Linked DNA regions of Xenopus tropicalis: region 2 is linked to region 1. Evidence: chromatin contacts called from public Hi-C data. All regions are on one chromosome and are shown on one strand. Each heading gives the region's core, a stretch centred on a gene start, on an enhancer-like site or on the middle of the called end of the contact. The rest is flanking DNA. Distances are from core to core; before and after follow the strand shown.

Evidence for each region. A called contact is a pair of places that touch in the nucleus more often than the background predicts.
Region 2: a Hi-C map of neurula embryo shows a contact between it and region 1, with 1.7 times the contacts expected there. The contact joins the promoter of fst here to the enhancer-like site in region 1. A contact is called at or near these places in 2 of 5 Hi-C or Micro-C datasets (neurula embryo and tailbud embryo).

What each region holds. Positions count from the first base shown.
Region 1 is chr1:192,359,407-192,364,733 of UCB_Xtro_10.0, forward strand. The region is part of intron 2 of ndufs4 (NADH dehydrogenase [ubiquinone] iron-sulfur protein 4, mitochondrial); the gene reads right to left. Among named protein-coding and RNA genes, the nearest start is that of ndufs4, 42 kb to the right of the region's middle. Within about 2 kb of position 2,720, at least 1 of the 11 cell types and tissues checked has an H3K27ac peak or open chromatin away from gene starts, as enhancers often do. A contact at or near this core is called in neurula embryo, where this site is marked.
Region 2 is chr1:192,428,541-192,433,922 of UCB_Xtro_10.0, forward strand. It overlaps fst (follistatin), which reads right to left and starts at 2,379. Exons shown (of 5, transcript NM_001008056.1): 1 at 2,205-2,379; 2 at 1,015-1,206; 3 at 1-219. The coding sequence starts at 2,289.

The DNA.
Region 1 (5,327 bases), core at 1,470-3,969:
CTGTGGAAAAAGTGGCGTTAAAATACAATTTACATCACCTCTCTTCCACAGTAGGTAGTGTAAAAACCTTGTGTATTTATAAAGCCTATTAATAGAGTGTATAGGCGAGTGCTAAATCTGGCAAAAAAGGTGACATTCGCTACACCATTAACACAGCATTTTACATCACAAAACAATTATGGTGTACATAAGGTACACACCAGATTATTCCTTTGCATGGACAATGCCTGGATATTTCCGTAGAAGAACAGTGCTAACACGTCACAACATACCAACCTTCCACTCGTCATTACAGCCTAAATATGTCTCAGTAGATTTTTTGATAGTCACTCTGGGGTGACTCCTATTATGTATATGGTAAACTAGTGCATAACTGTAATTATTCTGTAATTGATTGATTGCAGAGTACTTTACACACACCATTAAATACACCACATAAAACATTGTATGTTGCGAATATTCTGGGCGCTTGCTGTGGTTATGGTCTTAGAGAGCCAATTAAGCTATTACCTTTAGGTAAATGTATCGACCAAACCACAGGGCAATTCACACAGAAATCAATGGGGGTGATTCTGAGCACTTTGCTGCCCAAATGCTTTTTAGCTCAGCAGGCAGGCCACAAAATGCTCACAATCATTTCTCATTTATTCCTATGAAAAATGCCTACTAGATAAGGCATTTATCCCTAAAAAAAAAAAAAAAAAAAATTGTTGCGTTTGAAAGAAATAATTGTTGACTTGTGGGAGTGCAAGTGATTCAATATATAGAAATGAATGGGGGTGAATTTTTAGCATTTTGTTACTCACTGAGCTGGAAAATTCTCAGGGTAATGAAACCCATGTTTGACCAAATACTGGTCACTATATGATTCATCTCTATACAATCTCCATTAGCAATTGTGTTACCTAATCACCTCTGATTAACAGCTGCATTGTGTAGTTTAGATGTTGATCAGGAAGGCTGGTATATATACAGTCACATCTGCCCACATATCCAAAGGGTCTACACAAGCCCAATGTAATCCAATCACTAACTTGAGGGCCAATAAATCAAATTAGCCGGATTTGTCCCTCTACTGGCCAAACTAAGCACATCATCTTCTGGTACCCTCACTAAACAAGAGGTCCATTCAGTGCACAGCCAACCCAAAATAACAACCACGGCAAGTTTTTGGAGCATTACAGTTTCCATTTTCGTTTTAAAGGAACAGTAACACCAAAAAAATTATTTATTTCAAAGAAATTAAACTATAATGCACTGCTGCCCTGCACTGGTAAAAGTTTTGTGTTTGCTTCAGAAACACTACTAGAGTTTATATAAACCCTGGTGTGTAGCCATGGGGGCAGCCATTCAAAAGAAGAAAAGGCACAGGTTATATAGCAGCTAACAGATAAGCCCTGTAGAATACAATGGTGTCTTATCTGTTATCTGCTATGTAACCTGTGCCTTTTCTCCTTTTTACCAGCTTGAATGGCTGCCCCCGTGGCTACACAGCAGCTTATTTATATAAACTATAGTAGTGTTCCTGAAGCAAACCCCCAGTTTTACCAGTGCAGGACCACAGTACATTATATTTCAATTATTTTACAACACTTTCATTTTTTGGTGTTACTGTTCCTTTAAGAGGCCAGGAAAGATATCGCTTCACATGTCACATCTGTTATTTTTTAATGTGAAGAATTTTACATAAATATGCTAACTAGCCGACATGGTATTACATTTTTTTCTTTGAAAAGATAATGTTTATAATGTAAAAAACATAAGTACTATAGATGCACAGAAGAAGATATGAAATGTCTCTAGGCATCGATCAACAACATGTCACACCAAGTTAGTTATGATATACGGTAATTCTGATGTTCTCACTGCCATTACGAAATGTATATTTTAGCCTTTGCAGCCTTTAATAACTGATAGCTGTTCATAGATGGAAATCTATTGTAACTCTAAACATTCTAACATGAATACAGTATGTGTGGGACACCATCTCCAGAGCAGACTTTTACAGTGCAAGTTGGTTATGAGATCTGATGGGTCTGGGACCCCTTAAGGTGGGCACACACGTGGCGATCTGACGATCTTTTGGTTGCACGAAACATCGTCAGATCCGCCACACACCGTTCAGGGCTGAAACAGCAGATAAGGAGGTAGAAACAATAGGATTTCTACCTCCTTCTCCCGATTCAGCCCTGACGGCAGATTTTGGTCAGGCGCCTTCTATGGCACCCGATCAAAATCTTATAACCGGTCCGATCGGCGAGTCGACCAATATCAGCAGCTTCCTGCGATATCGGTCGACTCGCCGACATGCCATACACGCACCGAATATCGCACGAAACAAGGTTTCGTACGATATTATCGGTGCGTGTATGGCCAGCTTTAGAGATTGAATGTTAATCCAGTGAGGTAACATGCAAAAAAAAGTCAATAAAACCCAGTTTATTACCTCAAAACAAGAAAATTTATTGGAGTTCTTGCTTCTGAGATAATTTGTTTATGGTTTTCTTATCCTTTAATGGCTACCTTTGTTCATTTCATCATCGTCAATGTATACATTTTATTTTATTTACATTTAAATAATTTTAACACGGAAAACCAAATGAGTCCGGGAAGTAATTTCCCGCCGTCCTTTCAATGACCTTTGTCCTGACCTGGAGAGACCACCCTCTCTGGTCATTTTTATCTAAGCTGTGTGCTCAAAGGACAGCTCAAAGGACATGGTGCATTCATAATTTGTCACTTTGCTTCTGTCTGAGCAGACAGCCACTTTCTCCACAAGTCTCCCAAATCATCAGCTATGCAAATCTGTGACTTGTTGCCCTCTGGCTTGATCCAGATAACATATCAGAAAAGGGCGAGACGCTGCAACCTTTCCACTCCAACGGCACTAAAAGAGGAAAAGAGACAAGACCGTTCCATGGACCTTATCTGACAACATTTCCCAAGACATTCCTGTTTATGAGTTGGGGGAGATCAAATTGCCTACACTGTGCACATATAAAGAACACCGCAATGTTGAGGTTATTCTCAGACACGTGGAAATGAAAGGGGGGAAATCTAGTAACTTATATAAAGACTAGAGGCACTTCATAGGGTGATTAAGATATCAAGCTAACAACAGAAGTGTAAGGGCTCTGGCACACGAGGAGATTTGTCGCCTGCGTTTTTTGCCCCTGGCGCTTTGGCGACAAGTCACCACGACAATACCCACAAAGATATTTCATGCGAGTTGAGCTCCAGACGATCGGCTACCCATGGTACACTTAACAGTTAACCCCCCCTCCTGTTTACTCAAGTCGTTCAGTAAAGGGTCTGTGTGCGATTTGAAACAGCAGGCAATTTGAAGTAGCCTCGTTTTGACGCTGGCGATTTCCATTGATTTAGCATTGGCGTCTTGTCGCTCGTCTTGTCGCCAAATCGCTCTTTTAAAAATCGCCGGCGACAAATCTCCTCGTGTGCCAGAGCCCTAAAGGTCACCATATGAGTGGATCTTTCCCTGATATGCCCACCTTGATGAGGATACAGGCAGTTGGGCCAAGGGCCGCATCAACGAGCCAACACAGTCATTGCTCTGACGAGATTTTCAAATCGGTCCGATTGATATCTGCTTGATTTTTGGCCAGATATAAACCTGATAGGACAGGGGTGGTAGATAAGCTGCCCACTTGGACTGAAGGAGCCAAATCAGCAGCTTAGCATCAGCAACAAATTACTGAACAAAATTTGATCTTGAGGGAACAATACCTTTAAAATTCAAAATAATGTATTCTACAAATTTGTAATAATGACAGAATGTGAAAAAGAATGCAATAAGTGCATGGACTAGAAATCATAACTGAAACCAGAGCAAGTATAGGTAAAATATCTGAGGAATCCGAGCAATGACTGTGGAATAATGCCATTTGTGGGGAAAAAAGGTCATTGTATTTTAAACTTGGCTACAAATATGTAGAACAGGTCTTGAGTCTCCCATAGGATGATACATACATTGCTGCCAACTGATGAAGTCCTAAGTCTGACCTAGTCACGACCTGAAATGCTAAGCTTCTCTGTGCAGTAAGTTAGAGCCAAAGTGCAGAAAACAAATCTCACCTCACAGCAGGTAGTAAATACAGAGAAAGCAGCACTGAGGCTTCTACTCGTTAAAAGGCTTAGGCAATAAACAGATAATGTTAGCATAACGAAATCCAACGCACACTGGCAACACTCAATTTGAAGTTTAAACTTTCACTGTGTTCATCCAATTAAGAGGTATCCGTTTGTGCCTTAACAGAACAACAAGATACAGGATTCATTAAACAAACCTCCTGGGGATGGTATTTACCCGCACCCTGCACTGTTTGCACAGCACCGGTAACTTGTCACTTTCTGCAGCTTCACACTATACCATTATGGGAACATAAATTTGTTGTGGGGTAGAACCTGCAAACTCGCAGCAACCTGATAAGAATCTACAATCAAGTCAGGAACGTTCTGAGAAATTGGCACATTTATCATCAGAATGAATTTGACTTAAGTACAGAAGCCCCTGTGTGATTTTCCATGCATAGAAATACATTATTCAGATATTTAACCATTATACTTAGTAAAGGCACTTCAGACAACATAATGTAGGCTAAGGACCTCCGGTGTGGTGTGGTTGACTGTAATAGATCACTGTTTTCGCGAGTGACTATCCGCTCCAAAATGGCTTTCAACCTGCAAAAACAGAAATCCCAGATGGAAAGCCCTTCGTAATGCTCCGGTCATGCAAAGTTGCCTACAGGAGGAAAGTTAGTGTGACTTCAGAATAACAAAGTGTTGTGATGACGGTGGAAATGCATTTCGGAGTGGTTAGTCGCCTGCATTTCACACTAAGATCTATAAAGAGGGGAAAATCTACAGAAAATTCCTTCTTAAAGGGCAGTGGCACATGGGGAGATTAGTTGCCCGCGATAAATCTTCACTATTGCGGGCAACTTATCTTCCCGACATGCCATCCCACCGGCATGTAAATCACCGATGGGATGGCATATGCGTTGCTTCAGTTTTCTGAAGTCGCACAAAGTTTCCATGTGAGGCAACTTTGGGCGACCAAAGCAATGTGTATACCATCCCACTGGTGATTTACATTCTTGCCGGTGGGATGGAATGTCGGGGAGATTAGTCGCCCACAATAGTGACGATTTATCGCGGGCTATTAATCTCCCCATGTGCCACTGCCCTAACATCTTAACATCAAGGTAGTGGTTCACAAACTGTTGGGCTGCACCCCACCCTTGCAGGGGCCTGGAGCAATGGCAGGGGGGTCCCCCAGAAAGCTAATTTAACTGAAATTTGTGAAAATG
Region 2 (5,382 bases), core at 1,129-3,628, 69 kb after region 1:
TTTTGCATTTTCCTTGGTACTGCACATCCAGCTCCGGGACCCCTTTACATTTGGCTTTGAGCAAAGCGCACTCATCCTTATAGGTTTTGCCATCTATTCCGCACACGGAACCTTTCCAAGTAATGTTGGAACAATCCGGAGCGCAGACACACCTCGGCTTGTTCTTCTTGTTCATTTTACATTTCTTCCCAGGGCCACAGTCTACGTTCTCACATGTTTCTGTAAGTGCAACAGGTTTAATTAGCCAGTGGGCAAAGTACTCAAGAAATAGTATTACTAGGAATGTGATAAATAGCCCCATATCTCAGCAGCATGTCTAGACTTTCAGGGACTAATGTGCCTGTGCCATTACATAAAGATCATCTGGGGTGTTATGGTATCTAATATAGATGATAAATAGATAGATGATAGATAGATATGCCAGATTCATACAAGCTCCTGACACTGGGAACTTACTAGTACAAGAAAAGTATTTCCCCTCTGTGCCTAATAGCTAAAACAGCATGCAGTATCTATGGAGAGAGAACAAAAGTTCCTCCAGAAAGCGAACTCAAAATTGAGTGCAGATGTCCCCTTCACTTTAATAAATCCCTCCGTGAAAAATAACACATAATAAGCAAGTGTAGGTGGCCAGAATCTGCTAGCACAGTATCCTAAAGTCTGAGCTGGGTGAGATTATTCTTGCACACACACATACACACATACACACATATGGACTGTGTGGCTGCGTCCCCCTATACAAAAATAATGCCAAAAGCAGTTCAAAATATGTCAAGTATGCGGGTATATAAATACATATGGCAGCTTCATGGTTTCATGGAAGCACAGGTCGCATCAAGCATACACAGGGATGGTTAAATCATGTATTCCTACAACGTGTCAGTAGAGACTGTATGTTAAAGTACTAAAAAAAAAAAAAACTTCTCTCGACTTCTTTGCTTACAGAGATGTAGGAATTTAACCCTTTCATTTTCAAAACGAGGAGATGGTAGTAAAAATTGTCAAGTAAAGTACCTTTGCAGGGGACGCAGTGAGGGGCCCCTCCATGAAATATCATCCATTTGAAGAGGGTGCTGTTGGGTACATCCTCTTCAGTCCATGAGGTACCCAGCCTGCCAGTCTTGCAGCATTCCTCCTTGCTCAGCTCAGTCCTGTAGAGAACCTGACATCGGCCGTTCTTCGACTGCTGCAGCCAGCAATTCCCAGCTGTAAGAGACAGCGGCCCAGCCATATCAGTGTCACTTAGCAGTGACCCAGACACAACACGTGTGCTCTGCGCTCACTTCCACTAGACTGTTTACTTTTATTCGGCCTCTTTCATAACCTGCACTAGTAACAGCAGTCTCTCCCCAGCCAAACCGCTCACACTTGCACGGTTAACCCCTTCAGGGCTTCCACTCTATAGATATCCACCCAGGCTACACAAAGGGTTAATTGGCCGCGCTGTTGAACAGCCTCCCATCCAGATGTTGAGATAACGAGCCCATAAAACCCCTGCTTTATTGAAATATTACAGTATCAAGTGCGTCAGTTGTCAAGCCTGCGATCCAACCTCATGTTGCAATCCAGGCACATTCAGAACATCTACATGCAACACTAATCCATTTCGAAACGTGTTTTCTCCCCAATCCCACGCTATGTTACCCCTTTTTTAAAGTTAAGAGAAAGGATAAGCTGAACAGCAATAGTTCTAAACAACTCACTACAACTAGTTCCATTTGGAATTGCGCCAACTAACACTGCAAGTAGGCAGCAATTAGCACAAGGCAGATTGCGTCAGTTGGAAGAAATTCTGCGCACCGCTGGGTCCGACTGCGCCTCTGCTACGTATAGTAGGGGGCTGGCAGCCAATGACTTGCCACCACAACTTCTGTCCCACCAGCTGGAGTACAACTAGAGTAGTACGAAACAAATACCGACATCCTCGCAAGTCCCTAATAAGTCACTAGATTCGTTACATAACTGTAACCACTGATAGTAAAGTAGCACTCTCTGCCGATACATTTATATACACATTAATAAATCTGGAAGCCAAGTTGACTGTAGCCCTTAAAATCCAGAACTACCATCTTGATATTGCAGATATGTAAAAGTGAAGTCTGATCTAAGTCACCAGCCTAACTTGCCTCTCCTACTGTCTGCCCTAATACCAAAAAAAATGAAAGAAAATCCAAAAAGAGTGATCAAGTCCTTCAGGTTCTTACCTTGGACTGCGCGATGTTCCATGAAATGGCACAGAGAGACAGTCAGGAGGAAAATCATGCCCGGCTGGATCCTTTCATTTAACATCCTCAGTGCAGAGAGTGGAGAAGCAGCAGAGTCTCAAGTGGAGAGATGGGATAATGGACCAGGCACAACTCCGGACTCTGCTTATGATCGCTCTATTGAATGAACAGCAGCCTCTAATGCAGTCTCTCTTTAAATCTATAAGGGGGTCTTAGCTGTCTGCGGTGGGCGGTCTCCTAATGTGTGTGTGTGTTTGGGGGTGGGGTAAAAAGAAAAATTCAGAGTGAATCAGGTGACATTTTCCACCTTCTGGAAACCTTTTCCAATGAACAGTGGGTAGGTAGATCCTAGAGAGAATGTAGCAAGGAGTGTTTGCTGAGTCCCAAGCAGAGAGAGAGTGAAACTTGTCCAGCAGCTGGTGGGGAAATGGAGCAGCAGTGTGGCTACTTGTGCAGCAGCAGAGGCAGCAGCAGGGAGTGGGGCATGTGAGTGGGAAGCGCTGCTATAGGAGTGGGGCATGTGAGTGGGAAGCGCTGCTATAGGAGTGGGGCATGTGAGTGGGAAGCGCTGCTATAGGAGTGGGGCATGTGAGTGGGAAGCGCTGCTATAGGAGTGGGGCATGTGAGTGGGAAGCGCTGCTATAGGAGTGGGGCATGTGAGTGGGAAGCGCTGCTATAGGAGTGGGGCATGTGAGTGGGAAGCGCTGCTATAGGTGCTGCTGGGTGCGCACAGGACAATGACGTGACCTCTCCCAGACTCAGCCTTGTTGGGCAGGACCTACCCACTCTGGCTCCCCCTGGGCACCTTCTGAGCAAAGACCGGGCAACATCGGGGCGCACTGTCTAAAGAGGGGGGGTTAGGACTTGCCCCCCACCCACCTCCCACTCAAACTCTTAAAGTGCCTTTTAAAATATAACTCCCAGAACCTGAAACAGTAGTTAAGTGTCTGCTCCCACATCCAGCTCTCTGGGAGTCTTCAGGGACAAATACAAGTTTAATACCTAAATTTGCCCCCCCCCAAGTGACAGTCTTTTCAAGTGGCAGTGTCTGGAGTATCAGACAGGAATGGGACGACGTAGGCGGTCTCCTTTCATAGCCCCAGAGATTGCCCCATCGATAATGAACTTCTATAGGGCCAGTTTATTAAGCGCAGTCTGGCATCCTCCGCTGCAAGTTGGCGGCCACTCATTTCTAACATTTTTGGCACAGCTGAATGAAACTGAGTAGGCGATATTTCCTTTTATACAGAACCATTACTTCACGGAAAATGGTATTGTTGATTCAAAAGCTGCCTCTTTTCTCTCTCTCCCTCTCTCTGTCCCTCTACATTTTCTATTCTTTTTGCCTCCAGAGCCCAGAGGACAACAGACAGAGAACTATGCAGACTGCATTCCTGGATACTGGCAGGTCGCTTGGATTTGTATTGCCACAGACTTTGACTGCAAATAACTCGGCGATAACAGATTTTTTTCCAGCAACTGCAGGAGATAGTACTAATCTTTTAATAAAAGATCCCATTACAATGGGATCTGTCTGGGAGGACTATAATAGATCCAGAAATACAGGCGTGCTAATATTAGCAGACAGTTGTTTGGGCCCCTCAGGCCGGCCCAGGCTGCTCATTAGGCTGCTCTGTGGGGCGAGTACAAAGGGGCTGGGGCACCACCTGCAGGCACACATTAAAGCGCACTGGTAAATGATTGACCCTGCAACATCCCCCTATTGTCGCCCTTTCTACATCTGGGGCATTTTGCTCACTTCACAAAGCCTTTTTCCCCCTTCCCTTTAACTTTCTCCACCCCTACTATTTCCAGGATAAATACAAGGTTGTTTAGTGCCCTCTAATGGCAGACGACATCTTTAATTAATAGCACAGCATCCTTATGGTGAGAGCCAAATGAGGCAATTCCTAACTTAATTCATAGTTCCTTTTGCTCCTACGTCCTCATTTCAAAATCATTCTGTTTGTTTCTGGTTTGTGTAATCTCCATTAATCCGGGGCTGGAGAATCCAAACAGTGAGAGAGAAGAGCCGGTGAGTCAGTGCGTTGGGCAATGATCAGGGCTAGGGAGCTGGGCGGCTGGGGCTTTATCGCCCATTTGCGGTTAGGAAGGAACAGGGGTCACAGCTCTGGAACGTTTCACACACTGCCTTCCTGTTCTCCTTCCATTCACAAGTAACGGGCTAAGCCTGTGCTGACTTATGGCCAAAAAGCGCTGCCCTTTCACCCATGTTCCTCAAATCTGTCTCCTATGAAATGAGAATTTGTGGCGTGTGCTCGGCCCCAGCGGACAGTAGCCCGGTGGCACATCATAAAACTCGCACACACACATCATTAAGGGGTCGGCAGACGGCATTGCCTCTCAGCCCATGGGAGAGGGGCCTCTGCGGGTCAGGGTTGAGGTCATTGGCAGGGCAGTGCGGGGAGAGGAATGGCTTCTTATCACTATCCCTTTGGTATAAATCCTGCTAGGGCTGGCTAACTGCGGGCTGGCTAACTAACAACTGCGGGCTGGCTAACTAACTGCCGGCTGGCTAACTGCGGGCTGGCTAACTTACTGCGGGCTGGCTAACTAACTGTGGGCTAGCTAACTAACTGCTGGCTATCTGCGGGCTGCTAACTTACTGCGGGCTGGCTAACTAACTGTGGGCTAGCTAACTACCTGCGGGCTGGCTAGCTAACGGTGGGCTGGCTAACTAACTGTAGGCTGGCTAACTAACTGCGGGCAGGCTAACTAACTGCGGGCTGACTAACTGTGGGCTAGCTAACTAACTCCGGACTGGCTAACTAACTGTGGGCTGGCTAACTAACTGTGAACTGCGGGCTAACTAACTGCGGGCTGGCTAACTAACTGTGGGCTGGCTAACTAACTGTGGGCTGGCTAACTAACTCCAGACTGGCTAACTAATTGCGGGCTGGCTAACTAACTGTGGGTGGGCTAACTAACTGTGGGCAGGCTAACTAACTGTGGGCAGGCTAACTAACTGCGGGCTGGCTAACTAACTGTGGGTGGGCTAACTAACTGCGGGCTGGCTAACTAACTGCGGGCTGGCTAACTAACTGTGGGCGGGCTAACTAACTGTGGGCAGGCTAACTAACTGCGGGCTGGCTAACTAACTGTGGGCAGGCTAACTAAATGGGGGCTGGCTAACTAA